2 separate regions of the Pan troglodytes genome follow, and region 1 is linked to region 2. A link is a contact called in public Hi-C data. All regions are on one chromosome and are shown on one strand. The core of a region is the stretch at or near the end of the contact, and the rest is flanking DNA. Distances in the headings are between cores, read along the strand shown. Region 1 has its middle 140 kb from the start of ANKH. Region 2 holds the start of ANKH (ANKH inorganic pyrophosphate transport regulator).

Evidence for each region. Hi-C and Micro-C count contacts between places; a contact is called where the count stands out from the background.
Region 1: a contact with region 2 is called in a Hi-C map of stem cell-derived neural progenitor cells, with 4 times the contacts expected there. The contact joins the enhancer-like site here to the promoter of ANKH in region 2. A contact is called at or near these places in 1 of 7 Hi-C or Micro-C datasets (stem cell-derived neural progenitor cells), 1 of 1 datasets of contacts at active chromatin or transcription factors (stem cell-derived excitatory neurons) and 1 of 1 other capture datasets (stem cell-derived neural stem cells).

The regions. Positions count from the first base shown.
Region 1 is chr4:15,655,650-15,660,280 of NHGRI_mPanTro3-v2.0_pri, forward strand. No RefSeq gene overlaps it. Among named protein-coding and RNA genes, the nearest start is that of ANKH, 140 kb to the left of the region's middle. Within about 2 kb of position 2,297, at least 2 of the 24 cell types and tissues checked have an H3K27ac peak or open chromatin away from gene starts, as enhancers often do. A contact at or near this core is called in stem cell-derived neural progenitor cells, where this site is marked.
Region 2 is chr4:15,520,381-15,524,712 of NHGRI_mPanTro3-v2.0_pri, forward strand. It overlaps ANKH (ANKH inorganic pyrophosphate transport regulator), which reads right to left and starts at 1,303. Exons shown (of 12, transcript XM_003310630.6): 1 at 781-1,303. The coding sequence starts at 876. It also overlaps the pseudogene LOC134810142.

The sequences.
Region 1 (4,631 bases), core at 1,047-3,546, 140 kb after region 2:
TTCACCCCATGCCAGTTCAATCACAATCTCTGGAGGAAACAGCCAGGCAAAAGCATTTTTTTAAAGGCTTTCCAGGCAATTTCATTGTGTAGGCAACTTTGAGAACCAGTTCTTAGCTTAACTGTTTTCTTCTTACGGATAGCTCTTGTCCTCATTTCCCTGTCTAGCTTGGATTCCCTCATTAAATGTTTTCATAGTAGTACTCTGTATGTTTTCAACAAACACTCTGTGTTTGTTCAGTGTCTCTCCCACTAGACTGTAAGCTCCACGAGGCTGTATCTACTGTGTTCACTTCTTTATTCCTAGTTTGTAGCACAGAGCCCAGCACTTAGGAGGTGCTCAAGAAATAACTGTGAAAAGAATGAAAGCTCTAGTGTGGATTGCTGATGGTTCTCTCCAGAGGATGGGGAGCTGTAGTTTGGTTATCTGGCTCAGGCTTGTTCATCCACATGGTGAGTCTATGACAGGTCAATATGAAGAGGGGGACCTCCCCGTTGGGGAGATGACCACAATTCCATGGGAAGAACATTTTCCTGCCTCTGGGAATGCGTCTATTCTAGATCATGGCAAGGACTAGAAGTATCAAGGGTTACATGTGACCGCTGGGCTGCCCTCCCACAACTGTATTGGTCTATTACCTTATTTTTAATTTGTCTTTAGCAGAGAATATTTACCAAGAAATATATTTTCAACACTCAACAGCCAAAGAATATTCCCATTTGACTGCTGAATATTGACAGTGTATTTCTTGGTGTATATTCCCTGCTGAAGACAATGAATTAAGAGTAAGTTAATAGGCCAATGCATTTGCTGGAAAGTAGTCTTGTAACATCAATATAACCTTAGAATGTGCTTTACAGAGAGCAGAAATAGGTTTAGTTTATGCCTTCAACGTGCCATCTTGAAGGATAGCATAGATATGTGCTCAGAAGGATAAAAAAATTAAAGGCATGGTTTTTATGTATAGTACACTGTACAATTAAAGCACATTAGGTGCACAGCAAGACAATCCTGAAGTCCATTTCAATTGTGTGTATTTTCTTTTTTGCATCCCCTTCTACAGATTTGTTGCATGATATTACAAACATGGAAAATATCTTACTGAAAGGGAATCTAAAAAGTCATAATATCTAATGAATAGACGTCAGAACATCATTTGCCAGTAGATACTGTTTCAGACCCTTTCTGCAACTGTGGATGATTCATTTTATGCTGGTGTCTCAGTTTCTCCACCCCTAGAACAAGAGTAATAAAATTGGCCTTTAATTAAAGTCTCTATTATTTTTTTTAAGGCTCCAGGGAAGTTAGGTCCAATGGAAAAATGAAATACTTGAGGATATGACTTAGTCTGTGCTAAGAGTTTTATAGGCAGCTCACCAAAGATTTTTTTTCCAAGTGATTTGCACGATATGCAAAATGTATTTTAAGCCAAATGTCTCGGACCAGGCGACACGCACAACAATAACCTGTCCCAAAAGCAATTATCACATCAGGACACACCCACTGGGATTCAATGCTCCTATTTAAAGTCTGTCCAAACACTACAGCCCACGTCTATAATGGCTTTGGCAGAAGGGTGAGAACCAGCATCTGCAAAAACCTTATTTAACTGAGCAGGAAATGGATGTTTTCCGTACCAGAGTTTTAAAAGTCAAGAAATACCTATTTTGTGAACAGGATTTATGATTTCATCCCTACAAGAAGAAGAAGTGAGAGCAAATGGACAAAAATTAATTCCATAAAGAAATCACAGCTCTCCTGCCCATTTTCCAATGGGAATTGAGGGTTATTTGTTGAACACATTGTCTTGGGAAGTAATCTCCTTAAAACACAGGGATTGTCCTAAGCATGCAAACATATTTTGATCTCTCTAGATTTCTGAGATCTTAAGTATAGGGTCGGCTCAGGCTTTGCCTTTTTCAGAAAGTCTTTGTTAATAACTCCTCTCCTGTGCCCTCTGGGTTAGAAGTTCTTTTACACTGCATACCTATCACTGGTAAAATTGTCCTCTTCTCCATTAGATTGCGTCACTAACAGTCGTGCATACAACTTCATTCATGCTCCTGCTGTACCCAGCAAAGTGTTGTTTAGTAAGTGATTGCTATATAAGTGAAGAGAGGAAAGAGGACTGCCATGGCCATTCTGCACTTGGCAGAGTGTAGGTGGGGATATTTGGAATCCAAGCAAATAAAGTCAGGCAAGGGCTGCTCTTGTTTGTGCATGACTAATGTGTCCCGCTCGGTTGCGTCATCCAGAGGCTGAGTGTCTGGCGTGCCAGGAAGCGCTGTGGTTCCCTGCAGGCGGTGTGTTCTGGCCCTGCTGGATTCTTGTAGTGGCCTGCTGCAGTGATGTGGGAAGGTGGGAGGAGGCACACAGTGAAGCCCAGAGCCACTTCCAAATAATCACAGCCTGTCCTCTTTAAGGGCTTCTTTTTTCTTACCTTTAAAAGAAAATACTGCCTTAACACATCATTCTTTAAATTCTTTTCTAAGAGGAAAGAAACATTGACAATCACTTTAAAAAGATGGTCAAGAGTTATTCTGTTTCAGTGTGATTCCAGGGGAAAGCTGTCTTGGTCCAAAGCCCAGGTGGTCTTTGGTTTTCTGTGGAAGATGCACGGTAGAGGTCTCAGAGTTAAGGGTGGAATGTTTAGGCCAAGGCATATCAGCTGGTGGGCTAAGGATGCTGCGTCACAGTGAGGCTTTCGGCATCGTTATCAAAGGTGGTTTGATGAAGGGCAGAGGAAAAAGATGGAATCCTTCAAAGCCATGATAGTGGACTTGGGAAAGGGGATGAAAATTAAAATAAAAGAATCAACAAAGATGTCTTGGTTTCTTAAACTAAAGAAGTGTGGGGTATAATTGTTTTCCCAAGGAAAGCTCAAATTCACTGGAAAATATGCATGATTTACATAACTATGGTGTATTTAAATTACTTCAATTCTTAAAATATTAAGATAAACTTTTATGTGAGGAGAGTGCCTTTATTTAAAACTGTTGCAAATTACATCGATGACTTTATATAACCGTGGTAGACATGTTCATTTCACATAAAAGAATAGACCTGTCAGTATTCATGGAAGGCTGACTTCTGCCCAGCTTTATCTGTGATGATTCAGTTCCTTTGGCTCAGACCCAAGAAACATCAACCTTTGTAACTCTCTGCCCCTTTGTATTTACTTTCTAAAACTGTGACATTTGCCAAGGGGGTAAATGAAACTCAATAGCAGCAGCTAAACTGCTTGTCCATAAAAAGACATTGTTTTGAGTAGAAAAGGAATTTTAAAACGTATTAATTGACATGTTGTTGCTGCAACAATAAAGAATAAGTTAATAATTTCTGTGCTCATACTGTAGCTTGTTTTCTTTTTCTTAAATTTATACTGTAGCTTATTTTATATAAACTTTGGTTTTTAGGTCATGTTCTTATCAATCAACCAGTGAATAGTAGGACAAAATATTACCCAAGCCAGCGCCAGCATATTTTATACACCTAAGATATGAGGCTTTTATACTGAATGGGAGGTTCCCTTATAGAAGAGTTATAGGGGCGGTGGCTATATATATATAATCTTCTCTCTCTCTCTCTCTCTATATATATATACTCTCTCTATATATGATATATATTATATATATTATATATAATATATTTATATACATATATATATATATATAATCCACTATGTGTCAGGTGCCACACTAAATACTTTATATTTCATTTATTCTTCCCAACAGCCCAACAAAGAGGTATTGCTAGTTGGACATGCAACAGATGTCTACATGTGAAAACAGATCCAAAGAGGGTGAGAGACCTGCCCCAGGTGCCATGGTTTGTTGGTAGCGGAGCTGAGATTTGAATGGAGATCTAGCATCCGCCTCAGCTTGAGTTCTTACCCACTTCAATAGAGTGTTTCTCATAAACAAAGCCCTACATGAGGCACAAAAGATGTTTATAAGACATTTGCACTGTAATTTAGGAAACAAACCCAAACAAAACAATGAGTACACAGGAAAGCAGCATCAACATAATAAGCTGTGCTGTATATAATAATAATAATAATGATAATGATACAGGAAGCCGTGCTGTATCTATCTCAGGTGTAATAATAATAACATGGGAAGCCATGCTATATCTCATATCTTAGCTTACACATCTTTATTTGCAAGCCAATGCAAAGTGAATTTGAAGCTACTTTTTGGATGGTGTCATTTCTTTCTAGAATATTTAAAAATAGAATCGCTTCTCAAAAGGCCTATGACATTTGAAAGATTCAGATTTTTGTGTTTCTTATGAGGATGGGAAATTGTTAATGCTCCATAATTGACACAGATTGGGGAGGGGTGAAAGATAATGGGCAGAGGAGGATTATGCAGGAGGAGTTTGAAGGTTGAGGGTCTGGTCCTTTTTTCCTCCCTTCTTTCCTAACCCCAAAAGTGAAAGTGGAGAAGAAATAGTTTGATGGGCATGAGGCACCCACTGAGCACCTTTCAAAATGATTCTGCTGCATTCTCATGGGTGTTAAAAAATGTCCTGAAAAGAAAGCATGGCTCCTTAAAGAAAAACTATATAGTGTTTTTTTTACATTCATAATGGCTACTGGCCATTAAAAGCACTTGGCTTGGAAAGATATT
Region 2 (4,332 bases), core at 53-2,552:
ATCCCGCTGGTGGCCCTGCCAAAACGGTCCCCACATGCAAAGTGCAGGGTGCCAATGCCCCATCGCTGGAGAGCTTGCAGCGCTAGATTTTCAATGACGCCACATGGAGAAAACGTGAAAAGAAACAAGGACGAGAAGGCGACCCCAAACAAAAATGTGCTCCCCTTCTTTAGTGGTCCATGAAAAAAAAAAAAAAAAAAGAGAAAGAAAGAAAGAAAGAAAAAAAGAAAAGGAAAAGGAAAAAAAAGAAATCCCAAACTAGAAATAAATGGTCAAGACCGGCTTATCAGGACACATTCGGGATACCCCTAATCCTTACCTGGACTACGAAACAAATGTTTAAAAATGGAAGTACCTGGGAAATCAACTTGGACGCATTATAAAACAGATCTCCCCACCGTCACCATTACCACCAGCCATGGGTAAATAAAAACCCAGCACTTAAGCTACTAGAAACTACATTTTAATTAGAGCTGAGGTTTACATAATCGCAAATTACATAATACTGCCGTGCACTAAAAACCCTTCCATAGGTGAAGCTTCACACCATCCAGTCTTTTTAACATTTTCCAGAGAGGGCTGGAAAAGTCTGCTGAATAATTGAGGGGAGGGAGGGAGGGAATGGGGTGCTGGAAAAGTCACCCTTGACAAGCTGCACACCCGACCAAATGTTTCAGGATAAAGAGGGACTAGGAGCAGGTGACTCCCCTCCGCCCCCGTGTCCGGGCGTGTAAGGCCAAGGCAGGGCGAGCGGGCGTGGGGCGCGGGGCCGGGGCTTACCTGCTCCCCGAAGTCGATGGCTATGTTGGTGATGCCCAGGGGCACCAAGAACCGGATCAGGGGCCAGTAGTGCGTGAGCGCCGGGAATTTCACCATAGTCCCCGCCGTGGGCTGACCCCACACACATCTGCTGCCGCGAGGGGACTCTGCGGGGAGGCGAGGGGCGACGGGGCGAGCGGGGCGCGGGCCGACAGAGGCCGCGGGCGGCGGGGCCTCGGGCGCGGCGGCGGCGGCTCCTCCTCGCGGCTGCGGCGCCTTCTCCGAGAGCGGCTGCTCTAGCAGGGGATCCGCAAGCTCAAGTCCATCCCTGCTGCCCTCCCACACAACAAAGATCTGCCGGGAAAAAAAAGAGGAGGGACGGCGGCGGCAGAAGGTTCTGCTGACAGCGGCTCCATTATAAGCGCTCTGGGGCCCGGAAATAAATAACCGCGCGCACGAGGCGCCGCCGCCGCCGCCGCCGCCCGGAGGAAATCAGGGGCGGGAGCGGAGGCGCGGACACCGCCAGCGGCCCCGGGGGCGGGCTGGGGAGGGGGCCGGGCCGGGCGCGCCGCGGCCTCCTTTCCTGTGCCGTCGCCTGCGCTTGGCGCGGCCGCCGGGGGCGCTGCGCACGCTCGGGCCGTGGGGCTGGCGCCTCCGGGGCGCTGGGCGGGACTCGCCGCGGAGCCTCGGCCGGCCCGGGGGCGGCGGCGCTGAGGGCGCGGCGGGGACGGTCTGGGGGCTTGGGGACGCCGGTGGGGGGCGAGGGCGGTGGGCCGCCTGGAGACCCCGGGGTGCCCTGGCTCGCCGGCCGGGCCCTGTAGCCCGCGTCCCGTGGGGCGGGGGCCGGGGTTCCCGCGCTGTGCCGGGAGGGCCCGGCCGTCTGGAAGACTTGCCAGCCGGGGCAAGCGACGTGGGCTCGGACGCGCGAGGAGGGCTGGGGAGCGGGGCGCGGGGCTGGGAAGGGCGCAGTCCGGCGGTGGCCGGGCTGGCGGCAGGCGGGGACTGCGGAGGAGGCAGCTTGCGCCGGGGCTGGGGCCTGCTTCGGGGGACTAGCGGCCCGGGAGGTATGGAGGTGCCGCTCCGGGGGGGCGAAAGAAACGTGGAAAGGTCGTCCAGGAGGGAGCCTGTCCCCCAGGGTTTCCAGGGGCAACAGTGGCCCGTGTCCCTGGAGGACATGCGCCAGGGCAGCAGGGAGTGGTCCCCGCAGGCTCCCAGGCTGGGGCCGGTCGCCTTCTGGGGCGCTCAGACCTGTCTGCTGCAATTTGCAAACAGTACGCCCGAATTCTTTTCATTGTAAAAAATTGCTATTAAAAATAACTCGTAAAGCCTATCATCTCTTTTAAATAAAGGGGAAGAAAGAGGAAAGTGTGTTCTGTTTTGTAATACCGGGCCCCAGTGATTTCAGGGTAACTAGTCGCGGTACTGAGAGTTTGACCTAAAGCTCGGCAGTGTGACAGCAACGCCAGCATCCATCCCCGCACCCCAGGACTGTGACGCGAGGGAGGAGGACCCAGTGAATGAAAAGGGACTCTGGGCAGGGCTGGCTTCACGGGCGTGCCATCTGTGCAGTCACAGAGGGCCCGCACTTAAAAGGACTAACGCGCTGCTGTTGCACTCTTGAATTTGAACAAGGGTCTCTGCGTTTTCATTTTGTAGTGGGCCTGGCATAGTATGTAGCCTATCGTGGTCTTACTATTTTGTACCAACTCTCACACACATCTCTGCATTTAATAAATATAACGAAGTAAAGTAATTTATTATTAAAAGTAAAGTATCTTGTACCTAGAATGAACCGATTAACTCACAATTTAGCTTTGTAAAGCTTTTGTAAATAGTGAGCTTGAGACCTCAATATCCTGGGTTCAGGTATTTCCCAACTACTTTGAAAGTGTTAAATGTTTCCATAGGCCGGGCGTGAGTGGTGGGCACCGGTAGCCCCAGCTACTCAAGAGGCTAAGGCAGGAGAATGGTTTGAACCCGGAAGACGGAGGTTGCAGCGTCACCCATGGCACTCCAGCCTGGGTGACAGAGTGAGACTCCCTCTCAAAAAATAATAAATAAATAAATAAATATTTCCATATTTTACATCCTTTTAAAATACTTTTTTGAAATTCCACACAATTTGAGCAGGCTTTGAAAAATAGGAAGCTAATTTACCTTGTAGCTCTGATGTAACCTCAAATTACATTCCCTATGATTAAAATTAAACTTTGGTAAGTATTTATTGTTAAATGTGTCAAATAGCAATACTGTATTTAAAAGATTTCCCAGCAAAACAGGAGGTTCATGTGGACAGGACTGTCTTCAGGAGCAAGTTCCTGAAAGGTGTGTTTTAATATATTTGAATTTAACTTAAATATACAAAAAGGGAGCTTGTTATTTAAAGGAATTCTCTGGGAAAGAGGTTTCTTTTTTCCCAAAACAAATATCACCTCATGGTTTATCATTCTGTTATTCTAGGTTTCATGGGCTCATTTTACTTAGAGCAATCGAATTACACTGACCTTTGTCTAGAATGTGGGATTGATGAGGTCCTAGATCGATCTCCATCAAGTCCAGTTTGCTTTTATTGGTCTCGGGACAAGGACCGCCACAGCCCCGGCTGCCTGATGTGAATGCACACCTTTGGTCTTTAGGGGAATGATGAGAAAATTCCAGTGGATCAATGAAAGGTCATCATCCTTGTTTGAGTGTTCTAAAAGTGCGTTTTTTAAATGAGTGATTTGGAAGTGTCATCTCTGATTATGGCAAAGAGCCCTTTTTAGATTTTAAAGGCCTATGAATTTCAGTAACACTGTGGCAACATGGAAACTAATGAGGCATTTCATTATTTTTTCTGTCACAGTCAAAATCTGAAACAGATTTCAAAGAGAGTTTTGGGCTCCTCTTTATTTTTTATTTTTATTTTTAATGATTACAATAGACTTATTTAAAGTGAAACATTGGCAGACCAAATAATTCTTAAATTATATGTTTCAGGTTTAACCATTTTCATAAAAATACTTGGAGGACAGCTGCATCCACGGACTTCAAATATATGATGACTTCTTTGACCATTCTTCTCATTCTTTTCTTTCCCAAATAAGCGCTTTCAGATATGGCTCATGGTAGAATTTATCCTCTTCATGTTTGGTCCGCTGCTGTTAAGGCAAGATCTGCTGTCTCATAGGTCCAGTGTTCTAATGCGAAACATCCTGCCGTTAGAAAGCCGTCTTATGGCTTCCTTTACATCTTCATCCTCATATATCGTCTCATCTCACGTTTACTTTAGTTTCTCGAATCCTGCAGCATTGTCATACCATTTTCAAATACCATCCAGCTACCTGTCTGATGCTGCGGTAGCCAGCCTGCCAGCCATCTTGACCCAAACGCGAAATGTTGCCTTCTCCCTCTCTCTTTTTATTTATTTATCTAATTTATTTTATTTTATTTTTGAGGTGGAGTTTCGCTCTTGTCACTGGACCCAGGCTGGAGTGCAATGGCGTGATCTGAGCTCGCTGCAACCTCCACCTCCCAGATTCAAGCGATTCTCCTGCCTCAGCCTCCCAGGTAGCTGGGATTACAGGTGTGCAC